Regions from separate parts of the Mus musculus genome. Here region 1 is linked to region 2. Evidence: chromatin contacts called from public HiChIP or PLAC-seq data. All regions are on one chromosome and are shown on one strand. Each heading gives the region's core, a stretch centred on a gene start, on an enhancer-like site or on the middle of the called end of the contact. The rest is flanking DNA. Distances are from core to core; before and after follow the strand shown.

The links. HiChIP or PLAC-seq counts read pairs in DNA pulled down with a chosen protein or histone mark.
Region 1: a FOXA1 HiChIP or PLAC-seq map of pancreatic cancer cells shows a contact between it and region 2. The contact joins the enhancer-like site here to the promoter of Cygb in region 2. A contact is called at or near these places in 2 of 39 promoter capture datasets (cranial neural crest and maxillary cranial neural crest) and 4 of 115 datasets of contacts at active chromatin or transcription factors (bone marrow-derived macrophages, embryonic stem cells and pancreatic cancer cells).

The regions. Positions count from the first base shown.
Region 1 is chr11:117,090,952-117,095,839 of GRCm38.p6, forward strand. No RefSeq gene overlaps it. Among named protein-coding and RNA genes, the nearest start is that of Mir6516, 16 kb to the left of the region's middle. Within about 2 kb of position 1,935, at least 115 of the 459 cell types and tissues checked have an H3K27ac peak or open chromatin away from gene starts, as enhancers often do. A contact at or near this core is called in embryonic stem cells and pancreatic cancer cells, where this site is marked.
Region 2 is chr11:116,651,280-116,656,288 of GRCm38.p6, forward strand. It overlaps Cygb (cytoglobin), which reads right to left and starts at 3,034. Exons shown (of 4, transcript NM_030206.4): 1 at 2,498-3,034. The coding sequence starts at 2,640. It also overlaps a transcript of Prcd not described here.

The sequences.
Region 1 (4,888 bases), core at 685-3,184, 440 kb after region 2:
TTTTTTTAGGTGAATTGCTACCTTTTTAAACTTTTATTTATTATTAGCAGTGTGTGTGTGTGCGTGCGCGTGTGTGCGTGCGTGTGAGTGTTCCAGTGCAGACTTACGTGTGCCACTTTTGATCTATTCTCTTTCCACCTTGGGATGTGGTGCTTGAACTCTGGTTAGTCAGTCTCAGACCCCAAGACAAATGGTGGCTATTTAACAAATCAAATATGACCTGGCTTCAGGTTCTTCCAGTCCCTACGGTTACAGGGTAGGGCTGGCATACCCTCTACCCTGAACTCTCCAGCCCAGGGACTGGGCTGCTCTTGCTCAGACGCTCTTCCCTATAATCCAGACATGTTGGTTACCTGCCCTGTCCCTGTATCCCTGCGTGCCCCAGCTCAGTCTGGGCTCCCAGATGCCCCTGCCTCGGGCTATGCTCTCTCTTCTATCTACGATAAATCGTCATCTCCACCACACTTAGGGACAGTCATTTCCTTTTTTTATTTTTATTTTTATTTTTTTAATTTCTATTTTTCATTCAGGTGCCAGGCTCGCAGGGTGAGCCTCTGTTCACATGGAGCATCCCCCCTGCCCTGTTTAGGTCATTTCTTTTCCTCTAGGGATAAGTAACAGGAAATGAGGAGGCGGTACCCCAACTGAGAAATTCCAGAAAGGGCCTTAAGAAAGGCGCGTTCTTCTGCAAATAAGACAGGCAGTGAAGGAAGGGTGAGGTTGGTTGGTTTGTTTGTTTTGGGGTTTTGTTTGGTTTATTTTTCTTGTTAGGGATCCAACCCAAGACCTTATGTATGCTGAATTACACCCCCAGCCTTTGAAAAAAAAAATGTAATTTGGTTGAGAATCAAGAAAGCCACCTCCACTTCTGTTCCAAGTAAGGGGAGGGTCAGGATTCCAAACTCAGCGGATGCTCCGCAGTCCCGCCCATCGGCTCCTTGCTGTGTCCCACCCCTAACCTTCAGGAGAACACGACTGGGGCCAGCCCGATCCGGTCCACAGTTTCACTCTGCGTATAAGAGCAGTTAATGCGTGTGTCACCCGAGAACGTTCACATGTCACACGTCTCCCTAGGCATGTGATTTCTCTCAGAGTCGCTAATGCTGGAGAAAACCAGCTGCCGGTGGAGAGGCTAGTGTGCCTTGAGGGTCAGGGCGAAGAGTCTCGTTCACTCAACCGCGAATGCTGCCCACGTGGAGGGGGTCCTGGTTGGACCGCTCAGTCCTACAGCTTTCCTGAGGCCACCTCTCTTTCAGCTGTTCCTCTGTGGTGAGGACGCAGGCCGGGGGACAGTCGCCAGTGATCCAGCTCTAAGTGCCTGATTGACTGGAGGTCATGCCTGACTCTCAGGGGGAAAATGAGGAGTCTCATTTAACTGATTTTATTTGTTTTGTTTTGTGTTTTGAGACAAGGTCTGTCTTGGTAGCTCTAGCTGGCTTGAAAGTTGCTATGTAGACCAGGCTGACCACTAGTTCCCTAAGATCTCTGTACCTCTGCCTCTAGTGTTGAGATTAAATGGACGAGGTGCCACACCAGCATATTTGCATGACTTTAAAGGAAAGAAAAGTGTACAAACAGATAACAGATACATGCACATCCAACACACACACACACACACACACACACACACACACACACACACACACAATTTCTTCTTTAGATTTCTACTCTGTTTTTTGCTTGGTTAATGGAAGAAAGAGACTTAAAAAAAAAACAAAACAAAAAACCAACAACAAACAAACCCAAAGTGGAGAGAAACTGCAGTTCATCTATACGTAGAAAACACCACATCAGAGCACAGCCGAGGGAGAAAACTGAGGCTGTGAGAAGGTCACGACCTTCTCCCACTGAGGCTGTCTCACAGTCCTTGGGGCTTCACAGGCTGGGAGGGGCCAGGCCGTCTTGCTGACACAGCTTTTTCTCATGGGAGTTCTGTAGGGCGAGAGGCGCATTGCCAGCACCATCCCATCCGCTGCACCTGCAAGGGCCTTTGAACAGGGGACTTCATCTGCTGGCCACGTCATGACCTCTGAGTGTGACTCTGTGGGCTTGACATTTGCATTGTGGCTTATAGCTAACTCTGTTCTGTCACACCTCAGATGTACACCCCCAAACACAGCCCCCAGGGCCCCATGCCCCATTCAACATTCTCCTGTCTCCTGTCCAGCCAGTAAGTAGCAACTAAACATGTTTCTCTCTCTCTCTCTTTCTCTGTGTGTGTGTGTCTGTCTGTCTGTCTGTCATCTGTCTCTGTATCTGTCTTTGTCTCTGTGTCTCTCTGTCTTTCTCTCTCTGTATCTTTCTCTTTTTCTATCTCTGTCTGTCTCTGTGTCTCTCCATATCTCTTTCTTTATCTCTTCCTCCCTCTGTGTCTCTGTATCTCTGTCTTTCTCTCTGTGTGTCTCGGTCTTTATCTCTCTCTGTATCTCTGTCTTTATCTCTCCCTCTGTCTTGTCTCTCCCTGTCTCTCTCTCTCTCTGTTCTCTCTCTCTCTCTCTCTCTCTGTTCTCTCTCTCTCTCTCTCTTGCAGAGAGGAGGGCAGCGAGGTTGAAGGAGCACCCTGTGGAGTGTTATCTTCTTCTGCCTTTCTATGGATTCCCAGGATCAAAGCCTGTGTGACAGGAGCCCGGATCCACATGGTCATCTTGCCAGCTCCTTCAGTGACTGCTTCTATTAGGAAGAATTGAGGGGAGTCTGGGGTTGGCTGGGGAAGCCAAGCTTACTCTCTAGATTGCTCAGCACTCTCCCGGGAAAGATCTTTCTTTTGCTGTAAAGACAGAGTCAGCCAGGCAGTGGTGGTGCAGACCTTTCATCCTAGCACTAGGGAGGCAGAGGCAGGGGGATCGCTGGGTTCTAGGACAGCCTGATCAACCAAGCAAGCTCCAGGGCTGTACCATAGAAAAACCCCGTCTCAAAAACAAAACAAAACAGACAGACTGCACACACACACACACACACACACACACACACACACACACACACACAGGGTCTCTGTAGCCTGGGCTGGCTCTGAACTTGCTATGTAGTTGCAGATGATCTTGAATTCTGATCTTCCTGCTTCTACCTCCCCAGTTCTGGGATTATACTTGTCCACCTTGTTTGGCAGGAAAGATATCTTAAAGGCCACTGGCTCTGGTTCCAGGTGCTTATCTAACACTGGAATCTGTCTGACAAGCGGTCCACAGAACATATCCTCCTTTCTTCCCCTTTGCATGTGGCTCGGAGATTGACCAGATCTTTGGGATGCTTTGCATCCTGGGGACCCCCAATGAAGCCAGGTGACACCCAGCTGCCTGACTGTAAGAGCAGCTTCCCTAAGTGGCCTGGGAAGGGGCTGGAGGAGGTGACACCCAGTTACAGAGCCAGAGGGCAGAGTGCCCTGTCTCCTAACATAACAAGACAAGCTAATATCCTGACAGGGCTCTTTTGGGGAAGTGACGTCACCACGCCTCAGGATGTGTAAGCTCAGGAACATTTTCCTTGGAATAAACTGTGTCCCCAGGGCTTCTTAATGAGCCCTTTCTGTGGGAACCACACAATAGTTGGATCCAACTGCCTGTTTTCACTCTGTTATGTTATCCCAAAAAGAGGCGTATCTTGTTTACTTGGTTTTCATTGAGGAACGTTCTTTGTCCTCCAAGGAATACATAAGAGCTCCTATCTTAGAACGTGTGAAGCCCTGAAAGGTAGCTTTTCCATGGAAGTCTTTAGGCTGAACCACTGAGCTCCGCTCCGGAGAGGAAATAGATCTTGGCCGTCAAGTGCTCTATACCTGGGACTGACAGGAGCTATTTCGGAAGGCTGAGCCCTCCCGCCCAACCACCACACACAAGGTGTTGGTGCTTGAGTGATGGCTGCTGGAAGCGGCTGTGCAATGGACACTTGCCTGGGTTGATAATGACACTCAAGAGCCAGCCAGCAGGCTGTGGATGGCTCCCTCTCAACGCCACCCCCCTCCCTAGGCAGACCCATTGCTATGAATAAAGGAAGCATGACGCAACTTGGATATTTAATTCTCCAAATAGCTCCAAGCTGGAAGCAACCGAAGATAATCAATTAAAGAAATGTGGATACATTTGTGCAGTGGGATGATGCTTAAGCTATTTTGATGAATAAGGGAGAAATGGGTTTTAGTGCACCGTATGATTTATTCATGGAATAACAGACTATGCTGGTTGGTTTTTGTCAACTTGACACAAACTAGAGTCGTTGGAAGAGAGAACCTTCATTAAAAGGATACCTCCTTCTCTTGATTAATGATTGACATAGGAGGGCCCAGTCCACTCTGGGCAGTGACAGCCTGGGGCAGGTGGTCCTGGGTTCTGTAAGAAAGCAGGCTGAGTAAGCCACGGGGAGCCACGCAGTAAGCCACAGCTCTCCAAGGCCTCAGCTTGAGTTCCTGCCTTGGCTTCCCTTAGTGAGGGACAGTGACCGGGACAGGGAAGCCAAATAAACTTTCCTCCCAAGCTGCTTTTGGTCATGGTCTTCATCCCAGGGATAAACACCTACGAAGGATGCAGAGTCCGACTAAGGTAATCCACACTGATGGGAGTCAGAAAACCCCTGCTGTGGGGAAGACTCGGCCAGAAGAGAGCATCTGGGACCTGCACAGCAGACGGACACCCAGAGCCGTTCATTCCCTTAACATAAATTCTACAAGAAACATACCATGCATGCATTATGGGATGTATTGTTGGTCCCATCTGTAAAGTCCAAGACAGTAAACCAAAGCTCTGAAAGAAGAGATGGCAGAGTGCTTGCCTGGCATGCACAAAGCCCTGGGTTCAGTCTCCATCACCATGGAAACAAGACATGCTGCCACAGGCCTGTCATCCCAGCACCTGGGAGGAAGAAACAGGAAGATACGGTGTTCAAGGTCATCCGCAGC
Region 2 (5,009 bases), core at 1,784-4,283:
TTGCAAGGCATCTCTTACAGTGCTCAGGTGCCACAGCGTAGAAGCTATGGCGTCCTTTCCGGTGAGGGCACCCCAGGAACAATCCTTGAGCATTTACTATCTGAGCATTGCTTTGCTCCCCATCCTATCTTGTGGCTCAGGAACTGGCTGGTCTCCAAGGTTGCCTAACAGGCAGGAACCAGTCCTGAGCACAGGTGAGTGTCTTGTCTCAACACAGCAGCACCATATGTGGCCGCGAGAGAGGAACTTCCCCAGGAGCTCTGCCTAGCATGCTGGCTTCTCCTGAACCTGTGTTTCCTCCCACCCATCCCTGGCTGGCTTGAGCTGTTAGGGAGAAGCCTTAACAGCCAGTCTTGGGGAGTTTCTCAGTTCTCAGAGGCATCTGGGTTTCCAAGAGCCCGAAATAGGCCCGTCTGCGTGTGAGGGGGAACGTGTCAGCATTACAACCAGGCGGGAGTGGGGGGGGGGGTGCTCCCTCCTCAGGCTTCTCTCTGACATGAGTGCAAACGCGGGGTCTGCCTCAGACCCTAAGGCTCTGCTCGCTCTTCCTCCACGGCACCATATCTGCCAGGAACTGCTGCTGGTAACCAGCTTCCTCCATGCCCCTACCCTGCAGGCAGAGTGGGTGGTGAGGACAGAAAGGGAGAATGGTCAGAGGGCCTGGTCCTACGGATGAGCACGCTGGTCTTGTCAACATGGCTCTGTGACCAGGATCTCTGGATGGTTCCCCTGTGAAGCAGTGAGAAGCTAAGGGGTCTTGGCCTTTCCCCTTTCCATTGGTCAGGCCTGGGGCAGACAGAAGCAGAGGAGTCGGTGGCATCTGGAGCCACAGGGAGTGGCTGATACAGTGGCCCAGGTTTCTCAGTGTTGGCTCTGTGGAGTTAGGTGACTGGCTCGGCCAGCCAGATCTGATTGCTGTATCAGGTCTCCTCGGGTTCACTGTGGGCCTTTGGGTACTATGTCTATCAGTAAAACTCTCTCCCAGCCAGGCCTGGTCCCTTGGGTGTCAGGGGGTGAACCGAGGAAGATACAGAATGAACCCTACTCTGAACCCTACTCTCGGATCCTGTCCTTCTTCTGCCCCCCTCTGTCCCCCTCCCCCCGTACCTGGAGAAGCAATTCACAAGAATATCTCCAGGTCCTACGAGCCTTGCCTTGTTTCCACGTGTGCCCTGTGGGCCTAGGGGGTACGACAAAAGACCAAGAGCAGCCAGCTGGGGATGCGGACTGGCGTATCTGCGACTCTATTCTCCACTGTGTGCTTGTGTGTGGGTGCCCACGCTGCCAATCTGGGTCTCCGAGTGTCTGCAGCTTCAGGGTCCCACGGGCCCTCCTTGGTTCCTGTCCCCCGGGGCAGCGTTGCTGGGTCAGAGAACTCTGAACTAGCTGCCCCTTCCTCTTCCCCAGGAATCCTCCCCTAACTCCGCCAAAGTGCTTCGACTCTCTTCCTCCAAGATCTATTTCTGAGTTGGAACCCAGGCATATCGGTAGGGAGCAGGGGAGGTCCCAGGCTTGCAGGAGGCAGAGGCAGAGGGAGAAGAGGAACCAGGGAAGGGGTCGGGGGACTGAAAACAGCTGCATCACAGCTGTTCCGCCCCCGGGTTCCACCCTATCCCCACACAAGGCTGCCCTGCTATCCTAGAATTGAAAGCCTGGGGGCTGAGGGTGTATGTGGGGGTTCAGCCTGAACCCCTGGGCCCAGCGCGTGGAGGAAGAGTACGGGTTTGATTTGTAACTACAGTCAGTCTCTAGTTTGTGGGGCTTGGTGACATTATCAGGGTGCGGTGTATAAATACGGCGTCACTTGGGGGCAGGGGGGGGCGCCCTCAGGGATTCTGGGGCCAGATGCTATACTTCTTACCTGAGTGGGGTCCAGAGTGGGGCCCTGTCTCTTGAAAGCTGGCCCCCCCCCCAAGCCAAAAAAACTCAACCAGGATTGCATCCCAGGTACCTGCTGGCTTCACTCCTGTCTCACCTGCAGCTCGGCAAAGAGGGGCAGCCGGGAAGCTTGACCTCTTGACCTTTACCCCCCCCCCCCGCCCCCCAGCTCTCTGCTGTGTTCTTCTGAAGGGCCCAACTGGACAGGGAGTTCTGTTTCCTCTTTAACCCCCTTCCTGACTGAGCCTCAGTTTCTCTGCCCATTACTTAAAGAGGGGGAGCTCCTACCGTTCCCTTTGAGGGCTGGTCGGATGCTGGACATACATCTTAGTGGGATCACTAGGGTCACTCGTGAGGAGGACTGACTGGGATGGGTGAGTTCTGAGGCCGGGGAGACCAAGCGCTCTCCTGCATCTAGTTTCTGATGGTGAGCCCCACTCTCCGAGCTAGAAGGCATCAGCTAAGGTTTCCATCGCTCCAAAGCACCCCTGTCACCGCGACCCGTCCCCAGTCACTGGGGAGGTGGCGCCGGAGCTCGCAGCGGGCCGAGCCCGCCTCTGCCCGCAGCCGCTGTCACCCTTCCCGTCCTGGGCCCCGCCAAGAAGGGAGCGACACCTACCTCACCAGGATGGCCACCCCCACGTCCTCGCAGTTGGCATACAGCCGGGCCCACGTAGCCTGAACCGCCTTCCTCTCCGCCTCGGACAGCTCCTCGCTCCTCTCCCTACGCTCTATCTCCATGTCGCCCGGCACTTTCTCCATGAGCAGCTCCGAGCCCAGCGCAGCTTCGCTCGGCGGCGGGCGCGGGGAGCCGAGGCCGGTGCGTGCGAGGCGGGCAGGAGGGCGGGCGGGCGAGGAGTAGAGCGCCGGAGGGAGGGAGCGTGTGTCTGTGCGCGCCGGGTGTGTGTGCGCGCGGGTGTGCAGGGTATATGTGCGGGGGGCGGGGGACTGCGAGCTGGGGGCGGAGATGTGGTCTGCTGGGGAAAAAATGTTTTTTAAAAAAAATCCGCTCCAAAAAATCCAGTCCTGTTTCTGGGAGTCAATTTTGGCAAGGTGAAGGTTAGGCGGGATGGGGGTGTCACGGCTGGCGTCTGCCCGCCTGACCACCCACCCGTTAGCAAGGCCACCGCGGTCCCGGCTGGGAGAGGTAGGTGTGGCCAATGTGCAGAAGGGGCTGGGAGGATCAGGGGGTCACGCGGTGATGGACAGCGCCGGGTGTACTGGCGTGCGCCCCGGGCTGGTGCGGAGCTGAGGGTGCGGGTCTCAGCTCTCGACGTGTGGTGTCTGGACGTGTGTGTGTGTGTGTGTGTGTGTGTGTGTGTGTGTGTACACCCTTCACGAGGTGGGGATCTGACTCAAAGTCAAACACACCCAGGCATCGCCTGCTTGGGAGGAGGAACTTGCAGACAAATCCGGGCTTCCCCTGTAGCCCCGCCACTCCTGAGCCTGAGACTGGGCCGAGGCACCCGTTGTCAGACGTGGGGACCTCGAGTTCTGGCAGGTTTAGAGCGATGGGCAGTCTCTCTTCCCATCTGCTGGTCCAGCTGGCTCTTGTGAACTTGTGCACATGTCCAGTCTGGGGAGCCAGAGACCCGTGCCCCACTTCCCTCCCTACGCCTGCGAGCAGGGAGTCCTGAGAAGGTAGTTAATGATAGGTAGATAAGGACCAGACACTGTCCTGAATTACCGTCCTAGCCCTAGCCGTGGTGGAGTGAAGTTCCACAGAGAGGCAGTCAGTCAGGTATGATGGAGAGGCTCTGGGGAGCCGGAAGTCCTGAGTAAGGCACCGGACAGTGAAGACATTTGTCACCATCGAGAGTTCAGTTTGAGAACCAGAAGGCAGATCCTTCATCTCCTTCTTAGACTGCTCAGGGAGAGGTGACACTGGGACAGAGGGGAGGAGTGCAGTCTTGAGAGACCCAGAACCCTCACCCTGCCAGCAGTTGCTCAGACCTGGCTGTAGACAGCAGGGACCCTGAGACCACAGAGGGCCTGCCTGGTCCTGACACAGATAAGTGCACTGTCTCTGGTTCTCCTCAAGGCTCCCAGCTCAAGATGAGGAGGAGCCCTGCTGCCCAGGAAGTGAGTGGCTCTCCTCTTCAGCTTGGGTCCCTGTTGATTTAAAATCTTTAAAGGTATTTGCCTCACAAAACTTGATGATCTGAAGAGTTCCGGCCCTAGGACCCACGGGGTGGAAGGAAGAGATTGACTCTTTTTTTTTTTTTTTTTTAAAGATTTATTTATTTATATGTAAGTACACTGTAGCTGTCTTCAGACACTCCAGAAGAGGGCGTCAGATCTTGTTACGGATGGTTGTGAGCCACCATGTGGTTGCTGGGATTTGAACTCCGGACCTTCAGAAGAGCAGTCGGGTGCTCTTACCCACTGTGCCATCTCACCAGCCCGAGATTGACTCTTACAAGCTGTCCTTTCTCACACACACACACACACACACACACACACACACACACACACACACACACACACTAATAACAAAAAAATTTTAAATTTAAAAAACACAGACTTGAAGGTTCAGTCACAGAGGGTTAACAAGAACCTTTATAGGCCCAGCAGGCTGCTCCCTGGAGCTCAGGGTTGGGGTGTCTGATGTTACTCCTGGCCAGGAGACATTACCTCCCACCTTGTTTAGGAAGGAAAACTGAAGGTCCTGGAGAGGTGATGGCCCAGGTGGGTTTAGGTCCCAGCATCACTCAGCCCTTGTCTCAGCCCTGTGTTGCTGACTCAAGCCCTACTGCCCAAGGCAGCTAGTTGCCCAGGAGGTCCAGGTGGGATGTGCAAAGAGTATTTCTATCGATTCTCAACTTCTCCTCTGACTGTTGTATCTCCATAACATAGGATTATATTGGTACAGTAGTCTAGTATATAATTGATAAGCTTATAATTTGTATCTAAATTACATAAGATTGTTATATAAGATAGAATTTATAGTTCTGTCTGTGTGCACACCTCGACTCTGCCTTTTACTGCAAAGGGAGTGTAATTAGGAAAGCTCAGAAGGTGCAGGGGAGGCCTGGTGCACGCGCACGCATGCACACACACACACACACACACACACACACACACGCACACACACACGCACACACACATGTGCACGCACACACTCTCACACA